Regions from separate parts of the Mus musculus genome. Here regions 2, 3, 4, 5, 6 and 7 are each linked to region 1. A link is a contact called in public HiCAR-type and promoter capture Hi-C data. All regions are on one chromosome and are shown on one strand. The core of a region is the stretch at or near the end of the contact, and the rest is flanking DNA. Distances in the headings are between cores, read along the strand shown. Region 1 holds the start of Orc3 (origin recognition complex, subunit 3). Region 2 holds the start of Mdn1 (midasin AAA ATPase 1). Region 3 holds the start of Lyrm2 (LYR motif containing 2). Region 4 holds the start of Rragd (Ras-related GTP binding D). Region 5 holds the start of Ube2j1 (ubiquitin-conjugating enzyme E2J 1). Region 6 holds the start of Pm20d2 (peptidase M20 domain containing 2). Region 7 holds the start of Pnrc1 (proline-rich nuclear receptor coactivator 1).

Region 1 (3,288 bases), core at 473-2,972:
TTTACTAATATCACTCTTTGTTCTGCTGCTCCACGAAACTGCATCCATACTGGAACTATGGAGATTGGGGAAACGTGAACCCATGTTGCTGGTCCAGTCAGTCAAAGTTGGCCGCAGCATCTGCTATCCTTTCTTCCCTCTGAGTGGAGAGCCGGAGATCCGTGTGGACAGTGGTTATGACAGGTGTTAATTTCCTGCCATGGTAAAACTAAAAGCTGGTCACATAAACACAAGAACAAAGAAAGCAGAGGCTAACTTAACTAATGGCTTACAGAGCCTGCCAAGAGCTTAAGAGCATTAACACCTGCAAGGTCTAAGGACAGACCTTGCCTTCTTGGGATAAAGGTCAGCAGAGAGTCGTGGTTAACAGCTAGAAAGGACGAGTAAAGATAGAGAAGGGTCTTTAAAGCATGGCCGCTTCCTTAATTGAGCAAGCTGTGCATAAAAGCCTGCGATCATCTCTTTGGTGAGCCAATGGGGCGTGCACAGCCAATGGAGAAAACCTGAGACACCGGCACCCTTCCCCACCCTCATCCAGCCACAGGCTCCCCAACTCTGGATTTCCCGTCCCTCATTCCGGAGGATAGGCCTGCCTTAATAAAAACAGTTTCACTCTGCCTCTGTCTTCTTTCTCTCTTGCATTTTGTCTTTCCCAGACAGTCAGTTGTTTTTTGCTTGTACCATGCAATGAACTCAGCTAACAGCAGAATTGCCATTACACCTGCAGCTCCCTGGCTAACCAACCTAGCTAAACGGGTAAACTCCAGGTTCGGGGAGAAAATCTGCCTTAGGGGAGAGGGGGGAAAGGTGGACAGTGACTGGAGGAAACACAGGCAACCTGTGGCCTGTCCTCATGAAGGAACATACAAACACAGACACACAGATAACACATTAAAGTCATCTCTGTAGGCTGGAGCTTAATTCCCACAGAACTACCTAAGAAGTATATGCACCATCTTTCAGAATTGTCTAAAACAACCCAGCCACAGCGGGCCTAAGTCTGTGCTAGCACTAGCAAACTCCAGGCAGGATAGGCTGCGCTAAACACGCGAGGAGTACAGGTCAAGTGTCTTTCTCCACCTTATTTGAGGCAGACTCTCACCGAACCAGAGGCTGGAGCCACCGGTTTCTGTTTCCACCTCTCAGAAGTGTGGTTTCAGACTTCCTTAGCTATGCAGGTTTTTCAACCTAGGTTCTGGAAATTCAAACGCAGGCACAGATGCTTGTATAGCAGGCACTTCACCCGCGGAGCCATCTCCGCAGCCCTTAGCATGCCTTTTAAATCATCTATTTTATCCAATGGTCTCCAAGTCCGGATTTAGAGCTTTTCCTCGGGAGAGCATCGCCTACAGGTTTAGTAAGCTACAAAATTTCTTATTCGAGATATATCCTACCAGGTTATTCATGAGAGCAAATAAAGGGCATAAACGAAGGAGGAACATTAATTTCTACAGGGTCTAATCATGGCCTCTGGACAGTCCGCCCAGGTTAAAGCATTAAGAACGGGAAATGAGAAGACAGTGAGCACTCAGGGCTCTCGAGGATCTTCCCACTCCGCAGCGCAAGGAGGAGGCAGGGTCGGCCTAGGCTGCACCCTCCGGCCCTGGCTCCCGCTGGCTCGCCGCTCTGGACTGTACCTGACAGGCGATCGACCTACGAAAGCCACACGCCATGCCTCCCTTTCCCGCACGCCCCGCCTCCGCGCCGGAAGTCGCCTCTGCTTCCGCCAGGGCGCGCGGAAGTGTGGAGTGCGCATGCACACGGGGCCGCGGACTATGGCCACCTCCTCCGTGTCTAAGGTACGTGGGGGTGGCGCTCGCCTCAGATTCGCGGTGCCTGTTTGGCAAGTCCGACGAGGTTTGATGGGCATCAGCTCTGGCTCCGCGGAGAACAGGACTCGGGCGGCTTTGCCCAGGTCCGGGTTCGAGGCAAGCTTTGCTCTGGGCAACTAGGCCATGGCGCCAAGGCTAGGAGAGCGGCTGCCCCCAGAATGTGCTGCGTCCTGCCGCTTCCCCCACTCTTCCCCCTCCATAAATTCACACTGTGCTTTAAGTTACCGAGATGCAGATGGAGGCAAAAATAGATTTCTGTTCCCAGAAATACTCATAAGCAGCTGATCTTGAATTGGCTCATTAGCAAGGAGAAAAGTTCTAAGAGAGGAGGGACGAACCAAGGTTTCTGGGAGACCGAGGAAATTCTTGGAGAAAGTGACAGTTTGGCTAAGGTCTGAAAAATAAGAATCTTGGCAAAATATAAAGCATTAGTTTGGGAGAGCAGAATAAGATGGTCTTTGCCTTAGAATGTAGAAATAAAAGAGCGTATTAAGTAAAAAGAGCAGTTTAACCCGTGAGTGGAGAGAGGAGCATTAGGAAAAACCAGAATAAAAATGTAATTCAGATGAGTGTTTTGAGGGGTTGTGGACTACTCGATGGCAAAGGAGTGCTAGTCAAATTGTAGTTTGTAAGAGGAGAAATCCTAGGCTTGTATTGCCCCCTAGGAGCCTGTGGCTACATCTGGAATTAAGATAACTTAAAATTAAGTTTACCATTAGCAACCATATTTCAAGAATATCAAACAGGGCAGCAGATGGAAAAGAAAGGTCTATTGGTCTGTGCTGCTATGCCTTGTAAAGTAAGACTTGACTCCTGTTCTAAGAACAGAAGGACACTCCTGAAGGAAGCTGAAATAACAGACTTCTGAAAGGTTTCGTAATTGGGGCTACAGGGGAACACTGAAGTGGGCTGTCTTCTTTTATAACAGGTCTGTTAGGGGTGATGTTAACATCAGAATCAGGCAGGCAGGCAAGCAGGCAGGCAGGCAGCAACACAGCAGAGCCAGTGAAGGGAACTCTGGCCCACGGGGCAGAGTGAGACCCCTTCAGTGTTTTTACGGGGTGAACCCGCTGGAGGACATTGAAATGCTCTCTGGTTTTGGCGCACAGCCCACTAGGTTGTTGCTGGAGGTAAGCAGCGAATGACTCCTCAGTTTGTGAAGTTTAGGTGATAGATATACACTTTTTCTAACTGGGCATTCCTGAGGGGAGATGGAGCAGGGAAGACAAGGATATAAAGGCAAGTCATTTTAGTCCAAGAAACGCAACTGCCGCTTAAAGAAATTGTCACAGTTCAACAGAAATGGAGACACTTTACACATGGTACGGTTCTGGCTGAGGGTTAAGACATTTGAGAAGTGTGTTAGTGATGAAAGGTAACGGTGCACCAGACATTTAATTTTGATTAAAATGGTCAATGACAAGCAGTACCCCCAAAGACTACATTTCAAAGAGAA
Region 2 (3,288 bases), core at 388-2,887, 2.0 Mb after region 1:
AGGCAGGCAGATTTCTGAGTTCGAGGCCAGCCTGGTCTACAGAGTGAGTTCCAGGGCAGCCAGGGCTACACAGAGAAACCCTGTCTCTTAAAACCAAAACCAAAACAAACAAAAAAACCATTTTCTCTCTAGAGTGCCTATTCATGCTGAGTCCACCTACAGCAATTTTGATAAGGGAGCCACACAGGACAGACATCCAGGAGATGTATCCCACTAGGTTTGGTTTTTCACATTCAATTTAGTATCAGAAAAGCCTTTTGAGCCAAGCTGGTCTTGACACCTGCCTTGAATCCTAGCAGTCTATGTAGAGGCCAACCTGGTCTACACAGTGAACTCGGAGACATACAGAGCTACATAATAGAGATGTTATCTCAAAAGGAAAAAACAAACAAGATGCCTTTTGGCTAAGGGTGTAATTCAGTGACAGAAAGTAGGTTCAACACCTCGGGAAAAACTCTCAGAATTTTCTCTGGCGAATTCTACAATGCTGCAAATGGCTCAGGTTCATTCATCTACAACAGTGACTTTCAACCTTCCTAATGCTACAATCCTTCAATACAGTTCCTCATTTTGTGGTAACCCCAAATCATAAAATTATTTTCGTTGCTAACTCATAACTGTAATTTTGCTACTGTTATGAATCGTAATGTAAATATGCTGGTCTTAGGCGACCCACAGGTTGCGAACCACTGGATGGGCTACACTGCTGTTGACTGCTAAAACAATGGAGTGTGTATGTACTTTATGCACTCTTGGCTGAGAGTTTTACAAAATTAAAATCACGTCTCTCTTGACTCAAGCTTACAGACAGAGCAGGTAAGGAAACTTAGAAAGAAATTAAAACGCAAAGTGAAAACTTGTCTAGTAAGGATGCTCAACTCAGGCAAAAGCCAATACGGCAAAGCTCTTGAAAACACATGACTCATTTGGTAAAAAAAATAAAAATAAAAAAAATAAAATTTAAAAAGTCTTTCATCTCCCAATTTAACTGTCTTGTTAAAACCTTCAGCTGTTTGTTATGAACGGTCACCGAAGAAGACGCGAACTCCCCGGGTGTAGAGACAAGATTTTTGCGTCTCCTCAGTGGTGTATTGAGACGCCCAGAAAAAATACTATGGATGTTCGTCAGTGGGCCAAAGGGTCAAAGTAAAGAAAAGCATCCTTAAAAGCATCCGAGGGGTGGGGAAAGGGAAGGAAAAGCACGTGTCTGGGGGGTGGGGAGGCGGACAGAAGCAGCCTCGCAGAAAAACCAACCGCGCCGATTCCTGAAGGGCATGAACTCCACCAGGGCCTGAGCGCCGGGCAGGGGGCGAGGAAATGGAAGCTGACCCCGAAAAACAAAGGCCCTTTCCCGGGACTCGGCGCTCCGCGACCCGGGCCCGCCTCCCTTCGCCCACGCTCACCGACTTGGCCAGGAACCTGTTCAGCTCGCCGCTGCTCTTCTCGTTCTTGGCGGCGATTAGCCGCAGCGGCCCGGATACCAGCTCCACAGAGAGGTGCTCCATAGTCTCCGGCCGCGGCCACGGGGCCGCGGGGTGACGGCCGAAAACCCACGACGGCAAGAAGACCCCCGAAAGCCGGCAAGCAGACACACACGTGGTGAAGGAATTCACGTTGCGTCATCAACCCGCGGCGGCGCGACTACTGCCACGCCCCCGTGGGCGGAAATGCGTCACTGCCGCGCCACTGCTAGTAGGAAGGGAAGCGGAAGTAGCTTTTGAGGTTAGCCGGTTGACTGATCCTTCTGAGAGTGAAATTCGCGTCGCCAAACGAGGAGCTGCCGGCGCGTGCGACCTAAGCGCACAGTGACTTACTCTGTATCAACACAGGTCCTGTGTGAAAGATAAGCGGATTCGCTGTCCAAGATTGTTGCCCATAAAAAGAGTGACCTTTTGAGAAAAATGGCCCTGAAGTATTCTTACAAATCCTGGAAATAATTGCTTAATTAAAAAAAGAGTAGGAGTTAGTGAGATGCCTTAGTCGGCTAAAAGCTCTTGTAATGCAAGCCTGATGCCCAGAGTTTGATTTGTGACCTCTATTTTACACCATGGCACGTGTGGGCCTTCACACACTTCGCGCATACTCCCCGTAGTAATAATGATTCCAGAAAGGCTGCGGAGTGCACAAAGTTAGAATTGTTAAGATGAAGGTCACGAACAAGTTAAACCTATAATGATGTCAAACAAAATATATTGAGAGGGATTGACAATAAAGAAGCCCATTACCAGCATAGTGCAGCTTACAACCATTTGTAACTCCATCTCTATGAGATAAAACGCCCTCTTCTGGCCTCTGTGGCATACATACATACATACATGTGGCACACAACACACACACCAGTTTTTGTTTTGTTTTGTTTTTTTGAGATAGGATTTCTTTGTAACCCTGGCTGTCCTGGAACTTGCTCTGTAGACAGGGCAGGCCTCTGACCTCAGAGATCCGCCTGCCTCTGCCTCCCCAGGGCTGGGATTGAAGGCGTGACTTTAACACCTGGCTGCTTTGCTTTTTGGTGGTGAGAACTGACTAGATGACTCAGCAGTTAAAAGATGCTTTCCCCTAAGTCTGGCAAACTGATTTCAATCTCTGAAACCCACCCAAAGAACTTGGATAAAAGTTTACTCTAAGTGCAGAGAAAGGAAGCTTCTTCCAGCTGTGGAGGCACTAACAATGAACACCCAGAAAGGCATTCAACCCCCAGAGCAGCAGCAGATTGGTATATTGTGGAAAGTGTCACACCAAAAATGAAATAAAATCCAGGGATCCAATCAGATGCAGAGGATATGGATACAGAATAAAGTACAAGAAAAGGACTAGCCGGCCAGTGGTGTATGCCTTTAATCCCAGCACTTGGAAGGCAGAGGCAGGCAGATTTCTGAGTTCAAGACCAGTCTGGTCTACAGAGTGAGTTCCAGGACAGCCGGGGTTACACAGAGAAACCCTATCTCAAAAAAACAGAAAAGAAGAGAAAAGAACTAAGATTGATGGTTTTTGATGCTCGATGAAACAGGGGATTCAGGAGTGTACACTCGTACACTTGCACCATTGACGTTTCTCTTTATTGTATAGCGTTTATCTTAGTTTACTTAATGACTACAGCTGCATACCTATGATTTCACTTTAGAAAGGCAATTGTATTTTAATACTTTGTATCAAGGAAAATTTGGTTCAAAAAGTTATTCTAGTACTTTACAAACTTTTAAGATGTTTTCTTACTGTCTTTAGATATCAGCACATATCTAGATGTAGTCTCTCATTTGGTACCATGTGGGTTTATTTCTATTTAAACTT
Region 3 (3,288 bases), core at 549-3,048, 1.8 Mb after region 1:
CCCAGTGCTCCCTCTTCTTGGTGTTCTTAGCTATTTCCACTAAAGCTCCGCGAGACCTCAGTCTTATGGTTATCAAACCATGTCACACCTGAAGAAAGTCACTTCAGAACTCTGAAGGACAAAGCAGGTTATTCAAGCAAGATCTAGCGCTGTTTCTAGCCAGTTCTTAACCTTCCTAATGCTGTGACCCTTTAATACAGCTCTAATTTTATGGTGACCCACAACTGTAAAAATTTTGTTACTTCATAACTGTAATATTGCTGTTATGAATCATAAATACCTAATACTAGACCCCCGTGAAAGAGTTGTTTGGCCCCAAAGGGGTCATGACCCACAGCAAGAGAATCACTTTTCTAGGGCAGTACACTGCCAGTCCTGCATCTGACTTTGTAACAGCTTGTGATCACATCACAACATACACTCATTTTGGTTTGTGTGCCACAGTGCCTGTGTGGAGGTCGGAGGGCAACTTTCTGGAGTGGTTTTTTTTTTTTTTCCACGATATGAGTGTCACAGGGACCAAACTTCTGTCCTTGGCAGCAAGAGTCTTCATGAGGAGCTATCTTTACCAGCCCTGTCCTCATTGCCTTTCTAAGAATTGCTAACTAGTCGTCTGTTTTTCAAAGGGGCTGCCATTTCACCTTCCCTCTGAGCAATTGAGGATTCCAACCTCTCATCTTGACATTAGTTCACGTTTAATTATTACAGCCACGGACTGTAGTGGAAATATTAACACGCTTCACTTATATTCTTGATCAGAGTGATTATCACCTTTTTGGGTGCTCTATGACAGTGGCTCGGAGCCTGTGCAAAACACATGAAAAATCTTCCAGTTACGAGTTGGCTAAGGCAAGCGTCCTTTCTAGTTCCTTTAGCTGCATATTGCCTTGGGTTATCATCATTCGGATTGTATCCTGTGGAGGAAAGGACAATCTAGTCATTGTTTTACCAGCTTAACCACGGCAAAGTTCTATTATTGTATCTGGTACAGTCAAGAACCAACAGTGGCTGTTACAGGTTGTAGCTGTGGGCTTACCAATGCCCAAGGCACTACATTCAATCCTGTCACCAAAAGGCACTCCCCCCATCCACCCCCCCCCCCCAAAAAAAAACAGTAGTGTGAAGTGGAAAGCTGGACGCTAGGCTACACAATACAAAGCCAGATGTGCTGCAAAACAAATGTAAAATACCCAGTGGGCAGTGAGCAAATTCTCTGTGGCATATTCCAAGGTGTTCGCTAAACTTCACAAGCTCAGTGATACAATGGGACAAAGGAGCCGTGGCCCCAGCGTGGTCTTGCTCTCACCTCTTCTGTGGCACTTTTGTTTCTTTTAAATTCTTCCCTGGCCCAATCCTGAAGGTATTTTCGGTCAGAATCACTTGGAACTTGCCTAATCGCTCGCAAAATCTTTCTGTAGAGGAGGAGAACTTGCTGCCTTCTCATGAACTGCTCAAGGGAAGGAGAAAGACAAGTTACCACAAACCAGCCGGCTCCACTCAGCAAGCAGAAATAGCCCTTTGGTCCTCGCTAGCAAACAGAACAAGAGAGAATCCTTGCGGACCGGCGGGCGGGCGGCTTGCGAGGGCGGGGCACGCCTAGCAGCTCCGCCCTCGGGAGGCTGAGGCTGTCGGCCGAGGCCCGCGGTGGCCGCGGCGAGCCAGGTCGCAGGGGGAGCGCGACCACACAGGACACCTCCGCGGGGCTGAGAGATCAGCAGTACCTGCTTCAGCGTCAGGGCTGCGGGAGGCAAGCGGGATGCCGCCATGTTGCCCACGGAAGCTGCTGCGGCTCAGGAGCGGAAGTGGCCCTCGGGCACCCTGGTCACGGAAGCGGAAGGAGGAGACGGATGCGCGAGTCCTGGGTTTTCCGCGGAGAACCCAGGAGCTCGGTCGCTTTTACGGGAGGGGAGAAAATGTGTGCCTTTTGAGCACCCTTGCTGTGTATAACTGAGAAGACCGCCATTATGCTGGCAAATTCCGTTTGCATCCTGGAAGCTTCTCTTTTTCTCTACACTTTATCCTACAGCACGCAGGTCGCCTCGATCGTTGCGACTCCGTGCGCTTTCCCTACTCGTGTGCCCTCTCGCTTTTTTGTTTTTGTCCCCCACATCACATACCCAGAAGTCAGGTTATTGAATCTGCTTCTCGTGTTTTGTTTTGGTTTTTCAATTTTTCTCTAACATGGGACGTTGGGGATCAAACCTGTATCATCAGGTTTGGGGCAAAGCACCTTTAATGTCTGAGCCATTTCAATGGCCCTTGGATAATTTCTTTATATAGAGAGCTTTAACTCTACATTAACATATTTGTTTCTTTTTTTGGTTTTTCGAGACAGGGTTTCTCTGTGTAGCCCTGGCTGTCCTGGAACTCGCTCTGTAGACCAGGCTGACCTCAAACTCAGAAATCCGCCTGCCTCTGCCTCCCAAGTGCTGGGATTAAAGGCGTGCGCCACCATGCCCGGCTAACATATTTGTTTCTTTTGAGACTTTACAATATTGTCTTCTACTCACAGCTGTTGTAAAAGTGTATTATTATGATCAGTTTTATATTTACTCCACGTAAGTTATTTTCATTTATGACACACTATGGATCTAAGTTCTTTTCCAGCCACTAGACTAAAAATTCAAGATCATTTATTAAATAATTCATGACTTTCTCAGGTCATTGTAGTAATCTTTTTGAATGCAGGGTCTTTTATTGTCTAAATAATTCGATCAGTCTTGTTTTATCTCGGCCAGGTATCAAGCTATAAATTTTGCTTTTTATGTTGTTGTTCTGGCAGATCCAGTAGTTTCTTGTTAGGATATTTTCTATGACCCTTGGAAAGGCACTGAGCTAATTTCCACATCACCTGGGGATATTTATAAGATTCATAATTAGTGCTGGGTCTAAATTGGGCACCGAGAACAGGTATTTTGTACATTCTTTTCTCTACACTCATGTTAGCCACAGGCAATGTTGTCATATAGATATATACTCCCTGTCTCAAAGATTTATACTTTGAGTAGGAAAGCTTTGAAGGTCAATGCAGTGTTACTTAATTGACTGAGAGTAGGTTCTTGCCTCAAATAACTCTCAGCGCCAAAGCTCAGCGTACAGTCTTTTTAAAGACAAAAGACGCAATGCCATCATTGTCAGGTGTAAGTCAGGAATATGGTAGTATTTGTTTTGACTACACAACCAGAAGATATTTTGATTATGTATCTGAGGCCATGGAAAGTCCCAAATGTGTTGCCATAATGGATGTGACGATTCAAGGGGTTTAAGGGACTAAATATGTGCCTGAGC
Region 4 (3,288 bases), core at 263-2,762, 1.6 Mb after region 1:
AGCACTAGTCCTCTCTGGAGAAAAGCCAGGAAATGAGGCGACTTGAAAAGCTGTTTTTCATCTGCCAGACTTAAGTCTTAGTTAACTGTATTCCCTTTCTGATTCACTGAAGTACCTGCCAGACGCAAAATCAAAACTGTCTTCCGAGAAAGGCTTTGTAGAGAGAATTTTAAGTTCCGTTCGATAGATTCTCAATAAAAGTTCTTAAAACTCCTGTCACGGGTACTTTCATTCCTCGGTTTCTTTAGTGTGAGACACTAAAGAGATTAATCCTTTCTCTGGGATATTTACAACTCGGAGAACGTTAACAGCCCCGTTCAACTGACCTTTTAAAGTGACCTTCCGCTTTTGTGGGGAAAAAAAATTTTTTTAAATTAAAGAAAAACATTCTGGAATCCTAAACTCAACTTCTTTGTTGTGTCCCGGGAATGAAATGCAAGCAGCCCCCAATCCGAAAGGCTAACTTCAGCTCCTTCGGCAACAACAAACAGTTGGCTTCAGCGGCCAAGGATTGCTCGCCAGGCGCCCACCCCCGGGTGCGACACGAGATGCATTCAGGGTGTCTGGGGACCTAGAACCCCGCGGTCTCCCGGGAGACGCGGATACCACCTGCAGCGCGGGCCCCGCCCCAGCGCCCCGGTCCCACGCCGCAGACCCTCCCGCGGCCACGGCGGGGAAGAATGACACGCGCAGCTGTGGGCGACCCAGCCGGCACGCTGCCGCCAGCTGCTTCTTTTAGCTCGACATCCGACCCTGCTCCCCGCCGCCGTCTGCAGCCCGGCCGCTCCCCTCCCCCACCGCAGCGCCCCGGACCCGCGCGTCCCGCATCCCCCCCACCCCCAACACACACACACACATCGCTCCCAGGGCGGGGACCGCGAGCGCTCGGCCGGTTGGCTCACCTCCCTCCTCCGGCCCGCTGTCCAGCTCGGCGTCCGAGGACTCGGGCCCATCCTCGTAGCCCGCCAGCCCCACCAGCTCATCCTCCTCCTCGTCCTCGCCGCCGTCCTCACCCTGCGGCTGCGGCTTGCCCAGCACTTGGCTCATCACGCCCACGCTTGCCTCCAAGGTCCCGCGTGGGCCGAGTGGCCCGCAGCGCCCTGGGGCCGCGCCTGGTGAGCAAGGGGGTGGCAGTGGAGCCCAGCCCCCTCCCTGCCGCTGCTGCCCGAGAAGCCAGCCGGAGCGCGGCAGTTCTCCCCGGGAGCGCGAGGGAGTGACTGCGTGACCCGAGTCACCTGACGCTTGTCACACACACACACACACACACACACACACACACACACACACACACACACGCAGCACCACCGGGCGCGCGCTCGCCGGCCGCAGCCACCGCTTGCTCGGCCACACACGTTCTCCCCCTAGAGAGAATTCGGGTGTCCAGAGCGCACTGGCCACCGCCCTCGGGGACTTCTGCTCGCTTTCTCTGCAAGCGTGGCCCGGGGACCACCCGGACCCTGCCGCCTGCTTTCTGCAGTGCCCCTGGCTTGTGCTGCGGTCTTCAGGCTTTCTACCCACACCCTACCCACCTCCACCCCACCCACCTCCACCCCACCCCAGTCTACCCCACCCCCACTAGGCTGCCCCTCAACTGTGCGGTACTCAGGCCCCACCCCCACCGCCACTCCAGCCTGCGGGAGCTGGGAGAAGTGCACAGTGGTGGGGTAGTTTCCATAGCAGCTGCCTCCTAAAGTGCCTTTTAGTTCAAAGGATTTCCCAGCAAGAATACTCCAAACTGTGGTCTACGTAGACATGTTTCCGGAGAAGTCACATGTCTCGTGATTTATATATAAACATGCTATACTAAATGATTCCTTTGCAACCTTCGGGAAAACCTAAAGTGTATAACGCCCTCGGGGCTTCTTATGCCCCAACTGCTATTGTCTCATTGGTGTAGTCCCACGTGTTTTAGGGCTTTTGTGGGAGGTGAGGGGCAGCTCTCAGATTGGAATAGAAGCGATGTGGGATGAGGAGGTGCTCTCCTCCTTCGCCAGCTGCTCAGCACAGTGTGAGCACCCTTTTCTGGGGTGGGGGGTGAGGGAGAGAAGAGGAGGGAGGGAGGGAGGGGGAGAGGGAGAGAGAGAGGGAGAGAGAGAGAGGGAGAGAGAGAGAGAGAGAGAGAGAGAGAGAGAGAGAGAGAGAGAGAGAGAGAGGAGAAAGTCACGTGCATAAACTTCCTTCAGTTAAACAGCGGGCCAGCAAGGTGATCCGGATCCTGCAGGTGCCAGCAGCTCAGCAGGTGGGGAGAAAGGCAGCTCAGCCTGGACACTTGCGGCCCGGGACAGGGCTTCCTAGGGGTCCTCGGAAAAATCTGGGTAGGAATAGGGTTACTAATCCGTGACGCATGTCCTGGATTTCTTCTAACTGGGTGGCTGCTTTCAACAGGAAAGCTTCTCCAAGGAGAGGCAGTAGAACTCTTGTCTGCATGGTCAAGGTCGTTCCTATGCCACATACAAAGATGTGAACTGAAAAAGGCTTTTGAGCGAAGAAACAGTTTTGCAGATATATAAGCAGCAGAATTTAGGGAGTACAGTCAAAGATTATCAGGTGGGAAGCTCACACCACCTCCAAATTTAGTGGGAGGAAGTGAAGGGAGCCAGTTCTGTAGAGCAGCCAGGTAGCAGCACCCCCACACCACCCCACATCCCCGCCCCCACCCTCCCCACCCTCTGGCCAAGCAGATAACAGAAGAGGGCCCTGGCTGCTTTCCTTCTTCCTATCTCTGTGTGGTCTCCTGGGAATGACTGCCATTGGTCCAACACACCCAGAAACCCGTGGGCAAAGGAAGACTGAAACCAAGTGGAGGCCAAAGGGTGGATGGAGAAAGCCGACTCTCGTTACTCTCCCCACCGGAAGGAAGCAGCCTTTTCTGACCCTCATGAGAACACCTTTACCACAGAGTTGGTAGACGTTTCAAATGAGCCATGACTCTCAGGTGCTCTCAGAACTCATTTCTCACTGGCGATTTTACTTCTATAGCGAAGAGAGTGGGCTTTGTGGCTCATCCGGTTGGTAGTTTTTGTCTCTCCAGCGCCTTGTCAAACCCCATGTGCTGGGCAGCAGCAACTTAATGAGATTGAGGGCAGCTTGAAATCCTTGAATCTCTGCAGGAAGCGGCCTGGGGAGGAAGGGACATTTCCCCAGAGTAGCTGTAAGGCTTTGCGGCTGTCCCAAAGCCAGCTTGCTAGTCTGTGGGGAGGTCTCTAAACTGGCCTATTTCAAGCATCAGAGAGGTCCTTGGGACACCAGGAGATGGCTGCCTAGCAACAGCTCAGATTCAAACATGAC
Region 5 (3,288 bases), core at 514-3,013, 1.6 Mb after region 1:
ACATACATGCAAGGGAAAAAAATGCACATAAATAAAAAGATAGATAAAAGGAAGTTGTTAAAAAAAAAAAAAAGATTGAACAATTTCCTGACAACATTTCACACTGCATTATTCTCTGGACATCTGCCTAAGGACCTCTGCTGCTCTAGGTGTGACTAAGTACTGTACAATTTACTGCACAGTTTGATTTTAAAAGTCCAACAAATTTAGCTAGGTGGCAAACACCTTTAATGTCAGTTCTGGGAAGGCAGGGGCAGGAGGATCTCGGCCAGCTTGGTCTACAGAGTGAATTTCAGGACAGCCAGAGCTACACAGAGAAACTGTCTCAAAACAACAACAACAAAATTCCAACTAATTTAATCATTCTGGCATCAAAATGGTAAAATCCAGGCATTTCTACTTTCTCTGACCTTTTTTAACTCTTCAGGTTTTAAGTGATGGGCTGAAGACAGAGACATGTCCCATTAAAATTCAGCCATATAATTCTTACACAGGCGTGGTCAAATTTTAAACAAACACCGTAGAAATGACTAATTCTACATCTGGTCCCTAAGGCCACTTACTTATCAGCATTCAAGCTAACAACATTCTGTTCAGCCAATATTCTCTGGCTTTTCCTTTATATATTCTAAAAATTTAAAATATATATATATTTTTAAAAAGATTCACAATACCAACTCTTTCCCATAAAGATATCAGACTTAAGTCCAAACTAAGAAGCAGTGTGGGAAAGAAAACAAACGGTGACGAGAGTTCTAGTTCAATGATCATCAATACCCTGAGGCTTATTATTCAGAGCTAACAGGGAGGAGTTTTTTCCCCCTGACAAATTATCAAAGTACATTTTTTAGGCTCCAGTAATTTGTGCTACGTCTGCCTTAAAAGATATGACAACTGATAATGGGTTTTTTGTTTTTTGTTTTTGGCATTGTTTTTAGTGCACCAGAAAATAACTGGAGGCCAGGATTGTCTGAGGGCATTAACTGAAGGAAAGAAATTCAAAGTAGCAATCAACCCCCCCAAATCATGGTTAATTCCCAAGTGCACAGCTCAACTAGTTTAGCTACAGGACATATTTTTTTTTTCTACGTCTATAAATTCTCCCCCAAATACTGAAATTGGATATTTCAACCACAATAAAAATGGGATATTTCAAATGTGAGTCAAACACCTAACAAAAGTTCGTCGGCAGAGGCGGAGGGGACACGAAGGACGCAGATGCGGCCAGGGATGGTCAGTAGTGCGGACCGTCGTCGCCTTCGCACCTGCCCTTGGCTCGGCTGTCTCCTGCTTCGCTCCGCAGACACCGGGAGGAAGAGGCCAGGAGCGGAGGAGCGCCAGCGCATCGGGGGATCCGCAGCGGCCGCCCGCTCTGCGGCCTGCACCCCCGGACCGGCCGCGGCCTCGCGTAAAGCGCGAGCCCGGAGCAGCCGCGAGGGCCGGCGGACACGAGCGGGCCGAGGCGCCGCGCTCTGAGTCCCGGGTCCCCCGCCCGTCCGCCCGCCCGCCGCCCCAGCCCGGCTCACCCGGGCTCTTCAGGTTGTAGCGGGTCTCCATGGCGGACGTCCCCGCTGCCGCTCTCGTCGGCGCCGCAGCTGCCCGGGTCTCGCGCGGCGGACGCGCCTAGCGAGGGCCTCCGCTGACACCGCCCAGTCCAGCCCGACCGCGGGCGAGGTGCGTGCCGCGGGGTCCGCCTCCCTGAGGGCCGGCCGGGCGCCGGGGCGTCGCCGAACGGGGCGCCGGGCTGCGGACGGCCTGCGGGACTGACGTCCCGGCTGACGCGCCGCTGCGTCACCGCCGGCGCCGGGTCTGTGAAGTCGGCCTGACGTGGCGGGCGCTTCGTGGCGGTCGGTCACTCGGCAGCGGCGGTCCCGCGAATCCCGCCCGCCCGGCAGCCCTGGGGAGACGGGCGGCACCCTCGTCGTCCCCTCGGCCCAGCCCGGGAGACCGACTCGCCGCGGGCCCTTCAGGGGTTCCCGCGGAGCTCGCAGGGAGCTCGGAGGAACGGCGCAGCCCGGAGCGGCGGGCGGGCGAGCGCGGCCTGGGACTGCGGCGCCGTGATGTGCGCTTCTCCGAGCCCGCAGTTGGCCTCGGTGCGATGGACGGGAGTGGCCCCTAGCTCCGCGGTGCGGTTAGCTAAGGCAGCGTTTTTCGGGGTGCATCAGAACCTCCCAGAAATAAAACCAAGGGGTCGCCTGGAATGTTAATAAAAACGCATAAATGGGACAGGTCGGTCTGAAAGAGATGCGGTGCGTTTGTCTTTTCGGATCATGGAGGACAGAGAAAGTAAGGTTCTGGTTCGGACGGCTTACCGAGATAAAAGGGCCTCAAAAAAGGGAGGGAGCCAGCGGAGATTAGAGAAGGTTATAGGTGGAATGAAGATTAACCAATTAGACAGATTAGTGTTCTTGTTTAACATTGTCAAATGTGTTTGTGGGAATGTCAGTAATTTTTCCCAGCCGTCTGAAGGAGGAGGGAAAAAAAAAAGATTTAAGTGGCATCTTCTAAGCCATTAAAGGCGATGTTTTCTGAATAGTACGGTGATAATCTGAAGAATAGAGAAGCAAGCAAAACCGAGCTTCAATGTGCTTCTCCATTAAGCTTTCATTCTTTGTGTTCAGTCCTCAAATTTAGCATCCAGCAACCTGCGCTGCTCCGACCGGCCCCATGACCAGGCCTGCCGAGGGGGTGTAGTCGTTCCCATCCGCCCGCCAGCCAGACTCGGAAGGCACTTTGCCCTGAGGCTCTCCTCTTCCTCCCAACAATGGAGATAAGGATGTTTCTCTTTTATTTTATTCTTGAAGCCACATCACCTCGTCCTTGGGGGCTCTTCCTTAGGTAAAAGACAGCAACAAATCCGGCATTGAGTTATGGGCCCATGGCAAAGCTTAATTATAATCACTGCAAGAGAAAAGTCAACTCTTAATTTTTTTCTAAATATAAACATGTACAGAGAGGGTAAATATGATTTTTTTTTAAAAAAGGAGTAAATGCTAAAAGTTACTAATTGCTTGACTGTTAACTGGGTCGGAAAGATTAATTTTCCCAGAAATGTAGGTTTGTCAAAAGAATACTTTGTTTCTTCAGAACAAATTCCCTCCTAGAAGAAAGTAACAATTTTCAGCAAACAAAAAGATTCCATCCCAAATTAAAATTTGGAAGAATTTCATCTTATTTTTTATAATAATCCTGACGATAACTTTAAAAAATAAAAAACAAACTTAAACCAGTTTCTGGCGATGCTGCAAATAACAAAAGATGAAGTTCAAAACACTTCAGAGTCTTGAC
Region 6 (3,288 bases), core at 317-2,816, 1.4 Mb after region 1:
AGAAGATACAATTTATTAAAGAGATTCAAGAATACAAATCACCATGCACAAGAAATCCATGATGTCAAAAGTAGAAACTGAATACATATATGTCTGGGTGGGCAGACTACGCAGGAGGAACCCAGCCCAGAGTTACCTATCTTTCCACCACATCAGATGACAACAGTATTACTTTGTAACAAGCAACCTAAATAGCAGCTTGTCTCTAAAGTTTATACACAAGCCTGTGTGTAGCTGTCTAATGAGAACAAACAGGATTTCCACTGCTATTGGCAGAGCTCTGCTGTAAAAATTTATTGAAGATGAATGATTGTGTCCATTGTGATATAAATAGATGATTTGTGAATTCAGATGTCACAAGCAATCAAGTGTAGTGGTTAGATGTTGTCTTTTGTGGAAATCTGTGCCCAGTACTTAGTGAGTTGTATAATCTTGGATGCCCATCTGTAATTTGAAGATAATAGTCACACTAAAAACCTCATAGGTTGGGATGAGAAATAGGTATTAACATTTAAAACATCCAGAAAAGCACTTGGTGCAGAGTGAGTGATCTTATTATTTTGACATTATTCTGGCTTTTAGCCAGTTCACTGAGCAAAATAATCTGGAGTCTCATAGATGCTGGAGGACTCCTGTAAAGGAGTTACAAGAGTAAAGTTAAGAAAATGACGGTGGGGCTGGAGGACCAGGGTTCAGTTCCCATTCACCCAGAGGGTGGCTCGCAATCATGTGTAACTCGTTTCAGGCGATCTGACGCCCTCTTCTGACCTCCTCAGGCACCAGACTCGGTGTGCACGCATACATTCAGACAAAACAAACAAAATAACACAAAAAAATGTTAAAAAAAGTTTTAAAAAAGGAAAGTGAGTCCATTCATGAATTTATATCACATTTATTGTGTTTAGGGAAAAGTTTCATTCGGTTAGGGTGTTAACTAAGGACAGTTTTTTTCACGTTAGAGTGTGACCTGGACTCTGGCGTTTTAGGGTATAAACTAGTAAAAATTGATTACAGTCTGCCTTTTTCTTCTCTTCATTCCTTCCACTTCCCTCGAGTTTACTCTGTATAGCCCTGGCTGTCCTGGAACTCACTTTGTAGACCAAGCTGGCCTCGAACTCAGAGATCCACCTGCCTCTGCCTCCCAAATGCTTGGGATTAAAGGCGTGCACTCCTTAAAAAAATCATATATATATATATATATATATATATATATATATATATATATATATATATGGTATCTTATTTGACCTAGTTGTGGCAATTTAAGAGAGGGTAGAATAGGAAGAACACGCAGAAGCTTTTAATACAAGAAAACCTCAGACTACTAATTATTAGGTGTGTATCATCAATAACAATTTTGAACTTGTATCACTCTGGAGGAAAAGGAGAGTATGACTTCTTGAATTTCCTCATCGGGTAACTTTAGACCCGTTATGAACACAAGCTGTGCAAATCATGTTACTTGGGCTTGTCAATCAAAATTTTGGATAAAACTTGTCCTATACAATTCCTCTTCTTAGGAGTTGGCGCCCCAGCTCCAGGCCGAGCCTTGAGGGCGGAGCTACAGGGCAACTCCTGACCTGGGGGGTGGGGGGTTAAGTTAGAGTTAGGGTGGTGCTGTACGGTGGGCGAGCGCGGGGCGCTGGTCGCCGAAGCCGCCGAGGGCGGCCGAGGACTGATTAGGACAGCCGAGCGGTGCGGACTGCCAAGGGCTGCCGAGGCGCCTAGCCTTGCGGAGGGCTGCCAAGGACAGCTAAGCGTTGCCAAGGGCGGCCAAGCGCTGCCAAGGTGCCGCCGAGCGTTGCATAGGACTGGCAAGGACTGCCGAGCGGCGCCGAGCGTTGCCGAAGTCAGATAAGACAGCCGAGCGCCGCCGAGCCTCGCAGAGGGCGGACGAGGAGAGACCGCAGCACGCCCGCGCCATGGGTCCGGTGGTGGAGCGGCCGGCCGAGCCCGGCACGAGCAGCGCCGCCGAGCTGGAGCTGCTGAAACGGCGAGCGGCCGAGCGCATCGACGAGGCGGCCGAGCGCCTGGGCGCGCTGAGCCGCGCCATCTGGAGCGCGCCCGAGCTGGCCTACGAAGAGCACCGCGCGCACGGCGAGCTCACGCGCTTCTTCGAGTGCGAGCCGCCGGCCGCCTCGTGGGCGGTGCAGCCGCACTTCGGGCTCCCCACCGCCTTCCGTGCCGAGTGGGCGCCGCCGGAGTCCGCGGCGGGGCCCCGCGCGCTGCAGGTGGCCTTCCTGTGCGAGTACGACGCGCTGCCAGCCCTGGGCCACGCCTGCGGCCACAACCTCATCGCCGAGGTCGGGGTGGCTGCGGCGCTCGGCCTGCGGGCTGCGCTGGAGAGCATCGCTGCGCCGCCGCCGGTCAAGGTGAGCCACTCCGGGCCAGCGCGGGGCGTGCCGGATCCAGCCCGGAGTGCCAGACCAGTCGGAGTACCAGACCGGTTATTTTTGGTGGCAGACAGCTGCAGTTTGCTCATTGGGTCGTGTGCTATCTGGAGGAAATAAATGGAGACTTAACAAACAAAAGATTTTGATTTGAATAATTGGTATTTGTATAGTAAATTTCAGTGTTTAGAACTACCAGGCTGCCAAACCACTAAAGAGCAGAACTAACGGAGAAGCTAACAAAACATTTACTACGTAGATAGGTTCATATTTAAGTGTACATTTTATTTCATATTAAACAGGCGTCTCGGTTCTTTAAGCAGGAAAATGTCGTGCATGTCTGTCTTGGGCAGGTCCGATCTTGTGTTTACTCTTTAGGATAGTGTATTTAATTCTGTGAGCAAGGTTATATGTCACAACTCAGCTCGGCTCACCCGCCAGTGGCAGTAATGTAATCCTCTGCAACAAACAATTTATCTCTTGTGGCCTCTAGGTTTCTGTGTTGTTTGGGGAGGAGGGCCGTGAGACCCTGGACCGACTTAGGAAAGTTCTCAGCGGTTGGCAATGAGCCCAGTAGATTCAGAGAGGCTTAGCGGCCAGGAGTGGTGGTGCATGCCAGGCGGAGCTCTGTGAGTTCGAGGTCAGCCTAGTCTATCTGAGCTCCAGGACAGTCAGGATTACATAGAGAGACCCTGTCTTACCCCCTCCCTCAAAAAGCAGCTTAACTTAAGGTACATTATAAATTTAAAAATAAATAAAGCCAGACTTTGAGAAGTATACCAACTTCAAATTTCAAGTGGTTGTTCTCAGCAACGTTCCTCTCTTACCAGAAAATGGAATATGAGTGGATTCCCTTTGCTTTCATTGTATTTTTATACCTGACCTTAACAATACTTTA
Region 7 (3,288 bases), core at 483-2,982, 1.4 Mb after region 1:
TCATTTTTCTACTCTGGCAAGTGGTGGGTTCCAAACTTTGACTAGGAGATAGCTGTCTCTTGATGAGCCTCAACAGAGTCCCGATCAAGGGAACTGCATGCAACGACTACCACTTCAGAAGTGCTCACCCTGACATCATTTACAAGAAGGGCTGAAATCGCCCGGCTTGGTAGCGCATGCCTTTAATCCCAGCACTTGGGAGGCAGAGGCAGGCGGATTTTTGAGTTTGAGGCCAGCCTGGTCTACAAAGTGAGTTCCAGGACAGCCAGGGCTATACAGAGAAACCCTGTCTCAAAAAAAAAAAAAAAAAAAAAAGGTCTGAACTGAAATCAGGAATGGATATTCCTGACTTTCACCATCATCTGTTCACTATCAAAGAATCAATGTACTGGGAGTGGCTGTGTAGAAAGAAGTAAGATGTCAGGGCTCCCTTCTGGGATCTCTAGCCTGAGAACAAAGACATTCCCTACTGCTGGCCAAAGACAATGGAACTATTCCCTGCCTCTAACCTCCTAGCTCATTCCCATCTTCTGTTCTCCTCACAGTGTGTGTGTGTCTATGTGTGTGTGTGTGTGTGTGTGTGTGTGTAGTGGAAGCAGGTTTGCGGCAGAATGTGTTTGGAAGTCAGAGGGCCACTTTGTGGTTTTGGCTGTCTTTCATTTTTAGGTGGCTTACAGGGATGGGACTCAGGCTGCTAGGCTTATATAGCAAGCATTTTAATTACTCACTGATCCATCTAGATGCCCTGCTCTTTTTATTATGAGGCAGAGTCTCATTAAATTCCCTACACTAGAAATTTCCCATCCTCTACTTCTGCCTCTCCAGGAGCTAGTGTTACAGGTCTTGACCTTGCCATACCTAGACCAGAGTTCAGATTCTTCTGTTAATTTTTTAATGATTTGTGTCTAATTCTTTAGTCTCTTGTATGCCTTACTGTAAAATGATTAAAAAAAAATTATTGGACAATGGTGACATGGGCCTTTAATCCCAGCACTAGGGAGGCAGAGACTGGTGTATCTCTGTGTTCGAGGCCAGCCTGGTCTACAGATCGAGTACAGAGTACAGCCTGGGCTACACAAAGAGTAACGCCATCTCGAAGAAAGAAAAAAGAGGAAACTAAATAAATAAAGCCCCAATCATTAAAGAAGTATGTTTCAAACAAGATGAATTACAGAAATTGGTTCTGAGGTCCTATTTGGTAACTGGTGTCTACAGTTCTTTTCTGTATTAAACTGTGAGTAGAGAATTCTGTTAACCCAGTTAGCTAGCAACTGTAGCAGAGCTGTTTTCTCTGGGTGGGACAAAGGCCAATTGGTTGGCAGCAGCATCAAGTTTCAGGGGCAATGTGAGATCTCAAGAGACTCCCAGAGATCTTTAGCTATAAAGGCAGTAAAAAATTAAAGGCCCATTTTCGGCATTATAGAGTACTTCTGATGAGCTGAAGAATCCTTCAGTAAACCCTTTTTTATTTTCACCACCAGGGTTAATTGGCAGCGTCGGAAAACCGAATGAGAAACCACATAGCCAAATTTCACTGTAGGTTAAATGGAGGCAGATCTTCACCAGTGCTGTAAATCCTTAGTGAAATAAATCCTTAGTGTTCTCCGAAATCTCTTAAAATTTTTATGTAGGGCTGAAATCGAAAACCTACAAAGCAGTCCTTTCTGGAGGTCAGAAGCTTCCTAGTTCCTCCACCGCCTCTCTCCTCCTCCTCCCCTGCCCCACCCCCAGGCTACCCCAAAGGATCGCTGCCAGGGAGGTGAGGCAGAAGTCGAACTTCATTGTTCACGGGACACTCTCGGTAAGAGCCCGTTGGGCGCGCCTGCGCAACGTGCGCTCTTTGTGAAGGGCTGCAGCAGGCTGCTTGTTTGTGTCTTGCCTCGGGGCGCGGAGGCGGGACCGAGGGAGTGGCCTGGCAGGCGCACGCGGATTGGGCCGCCGCAGGGAGGTGGGCGGGCACGGGGCGGGGCCTCGGGTAACAACACTGGCCGCGGTGGCCAGCGCTATTTGTTGCTGCGCCGCCTCGCCCGAGTCATGGTCCTTGCTCCGAACCTTCCAGCAGCAGCCTCCGCCGCCGCCCCGTGACTCCTGCTCCCCGCCTTTCTGCCGAGTCCCCGCGCCATGACCGTCGTCTCCGTCCCACAGCGAGATCTCGCTCTGAGCGGCCGCTTAGCGCCGCTCGGGTTCCTCGGGGCCCTCCCGATGGTGAACCCGGCCCCGCCGCCCTTGCCGCGCCTTCCGGACCCGCGCGCGCTGCCACCCACCCTCTTCCTGCCGCACTTCCTCGGGGGGGACGGGCCGTGCCTGGCGCCCGCGCCTCGCACCACCGCGCCGTCCGGCTGCACCTTGGCCCCGGCGGCTGCCCCGCGGGCGGCGCCCAAGAAGCGGCGGAAGAAAAAGGTGCGGGCCAGCCCGGCCGGGCAGCTGCCCAGCCGCTTCCACCAGTTCCAGCAGCACCGGCCGAGCCTGGAGGGTGGTCGCAGCCCGGCGCCGGGGCCAATCGTCGCGCAGGAGGAGCGAGGTCTGGCGGCCACTGCCCTGCTCCACAGACAGCCCCCACTCGCGAAGGAGGTAGGGCCGGTGGGGGCGGGGCGGCTGTTTACTCGGGAGGGAAGTTTCCGTGACGCTCGCTCGAGTGGTGGGGCGGAAGCGGGAGGGGGGCTGGGCGGCTGCGCTGGCGCCGCCCATTGGCTCCGGAGCCAGCCAATGGGAGCGGCGGCTACGGCCCAGCAACAGCCTGCATTTAGAAGCTTGGCGGCGCTCCAGGGGGTTTCGGCGTTCGGGGCTCAGGGACCTGCGGAGGGCTGACGTCAGCCCGCTACGTGCAGCGCTCTGGGGCGCTCATGAAGGCGGTGCTGGGTGGGGGCGGAGGCGCAGGCGCAGGCGCGGTGCCCAGTGGGGCACCGGGCGGGCGGGACCCACGCACAGCCAGATCCGCTGAGTCGGACTGCTGTTGGGAAGTTGGCAGGAGTCTCCGTCTGATGCCCGACGCGAAGGTGTCCCGGGCCCTGTGCAGGCCGGCACGAGCTTGCCTCGCTGGAGGGGGCTTCTAAGCAGCGCCCTGAATGAGTTTTTAGAAGTTATAAAATGGACTCCTCGGTTAACGGATCTGGATAACTGGGATACAGTTTTGTCGAGGCTAAAGGATTTGAGAGTTGTCTTAGCATGAAAAACAAAAGCCGAAACCACCTTTTTCATACAGCTTGAAGAATTCTTTGTTGGTAGTGACACGAAAAGCAGCCATTGTACTGAAATTGTACTTGATCAAGATGTGCCCATGAAGAGGAA

What was found. Promoter capture Hi-C pulls out the DNA fragments that hold promoters and counts their contacts. HiCAR-type assays count read pairs that join an accessible place to other places.
Region 2: a contact with region 1 is called in a promoter capture Hi-C map of liver, with 7 times the contacts expected there. The contact joins the promoter of Mdn1 here to the promoter of Orc3 in region 1. A contact is called at or near these places in 6 of 39 promoter capture datasets (the 3T3-L1 cell line, 3T3-L1-derived adipocytes, cranial neural crest and 2 more) and 2 of 9 other capture datasets (adipose tissue and liver).
Region 3: a contact with region 1 is called in a promoter capture Hi-C map of liver, with 6 times the contacts expected there. The contact joins the promoter of Lyrm2 here to the promoter of Orc3 in region 1. A contact is called at or near these places in 4 of 39 promoter capture datasets (the 3T3-L1 cell line, cranial neural crest, hippocampal neurons and 1 more) and 1 of 9 other capture datasets (adipose tissue).
Region 4: a promoter capture Hi-C map of liver shows a contact between it and region 1, with 2.4 times the contacts expected there. The contact joins the promoter of Rragd here to the promoter of Orc3 in region 1. A contact is called at or near these places in 2 of 39 promoter capture datasets (hippocampal neurons and liver).
Region 5: a contact with region 1 is called in a promoter capture Hi-C map of liver, with 5 times the contacts expected there. The contact joins the promoter of Ube2j1 here to the promoter of Orc3 in region 1. A contact is called at or near these places in 4 of 39 promoter capture datasets (the 3T3-L1 cell line, hippocampal neurons and liver), 3 of 115 datasets of contacts at active chromatin or transcription factors (astrocytes, embryonic forebrain and forebrain) and 2 of 9 other capture datasets (adipose tissue and liver).
Region 6: a HiCAR-type map of astrocytes shows a contact between it and region 1, with 4 times the contacts expected there. The contact joins the promoter of Pm20d2 here to the promoter of Orc3 in region 1. A contact is called at or near these places in 4 of 39 promoter capture datasets (cranial neural crest, hippocampal neurons and liver) and 4 of 115 datasets of contacts at active chromatin or transcription factors (astrocytes, embryonic forebrain, large pre-B cells and 1 more).
Region 7: a HiCAR-type map of astrocytes shows a contact between it and region 1, with 4 times the contacts expected there. The contact joins the promoter of Pnrc1 here to the promoter of Orc3 in region 1. A contact is called at or near these places in 2 of 39 promoter capture datasets (the C10 cell line and liver), 1 of 484 Hi-C or Micro-C datasets (B cells), 2 of 115 datasets of contacts at active chromatin or transcription factors (astrocytes and neural tube) and 2 of 9 other capture datasets (adipose tissue and liver).

What each region holds. Positions count from the first base shown.
Region 1 is chr4:34,613,376-34,616,663 of GRCm38.p6, reverse strand. Orc3 (origin recognition complex, subunit 3) reads left to right here and starts at 1,722. Exons shown (of 20, transcript NM_015824.4): 1 at 1,722-1,799. The coding sequence starts at 1,755. It overlaps Rars2 (arginyl-tRNA synthetase 2, mitochondrial), which reads right to left and starts at 1,707. Exons shown (of 20, transcript NM_181406.4): 1 at 1,638-1,707. The coding sequence starts at 1,673.
Region 2 is chr4:32,655,468-32,658,755 of GRCm38.p6, reverse strand. Mdn1 (midasin AAA ATPase 1) reads right to left here and starts at 1,637. Exons shown (of 102, transcript NM_001081392.1): 1 at 1,404-1,637. The coding sequence starts at 1,505.
Region 3 is chr4:32,798,769-32,802,056 of GRCm38.p6, reverse strand. Lyrm2 (LYR motif containing 2) reads right to left here and starts at 1,798. Exons shown (of 3, transcript NM_175364.4): 1 at 1,722-1,798; 2 at 1,307-1,447; 3 at 1-914. The coding sequence starts at 1,766. The coding sequence ends at 834.
Region 4 is chr4:32,981,222-32,984,509 of GRCm38.p6, reverse strand. It overlaps Rragd (Ras-related GTP binding D), which reads right to left and starts at 1,512. Exons shown (of 7, transcript NM_027491.2): 1 at 903-1,512. The coding sequence starts at 1,047.
Region 5 is chr4:33,029,855-33,033,142 of GRCm38.p6, reverse strand. Ube2j1 (ubiquitin-conjugating enzyme E2J 1) reads right to left here and starts at 1,763. Exons shown (of 8, transcript NM_019586.4): 1 at 1,527-1,763. The coding sequence starts at 1,557. 4933421O10Rik (RIKEN cDNA 4933421O10 gene) reads left to right here and starts at 1,820. Exons shown (of 2, transcript NR_036602.1): 1 at 1,820-2,286; 2 at 2,622-3,288.
Region 6 is chr4:33,188,015-33,191,302 of GRCm38.p6, reverse strand. It overlaps Pm20d2 (peptidase M20 domain containing 2), which reads left to right and starts at 1,566. Exons shown (of 7, transcript NM_001034867.2): 1 at 1,566-2,372. The coding sequence starts at 1,923.
Region 7 is chr4:33,247,231-33,250,518 of GRCm38.p6, reverse strand. It overlaps Pnrc1 (proline-rich nuclear receptor coactivator 1), which reads left to right and starts at 1,732. Exons shown (of 2, transcript NM_001033225.2): 1 at 1,732-2,571. The coding sequence starts at 2,122.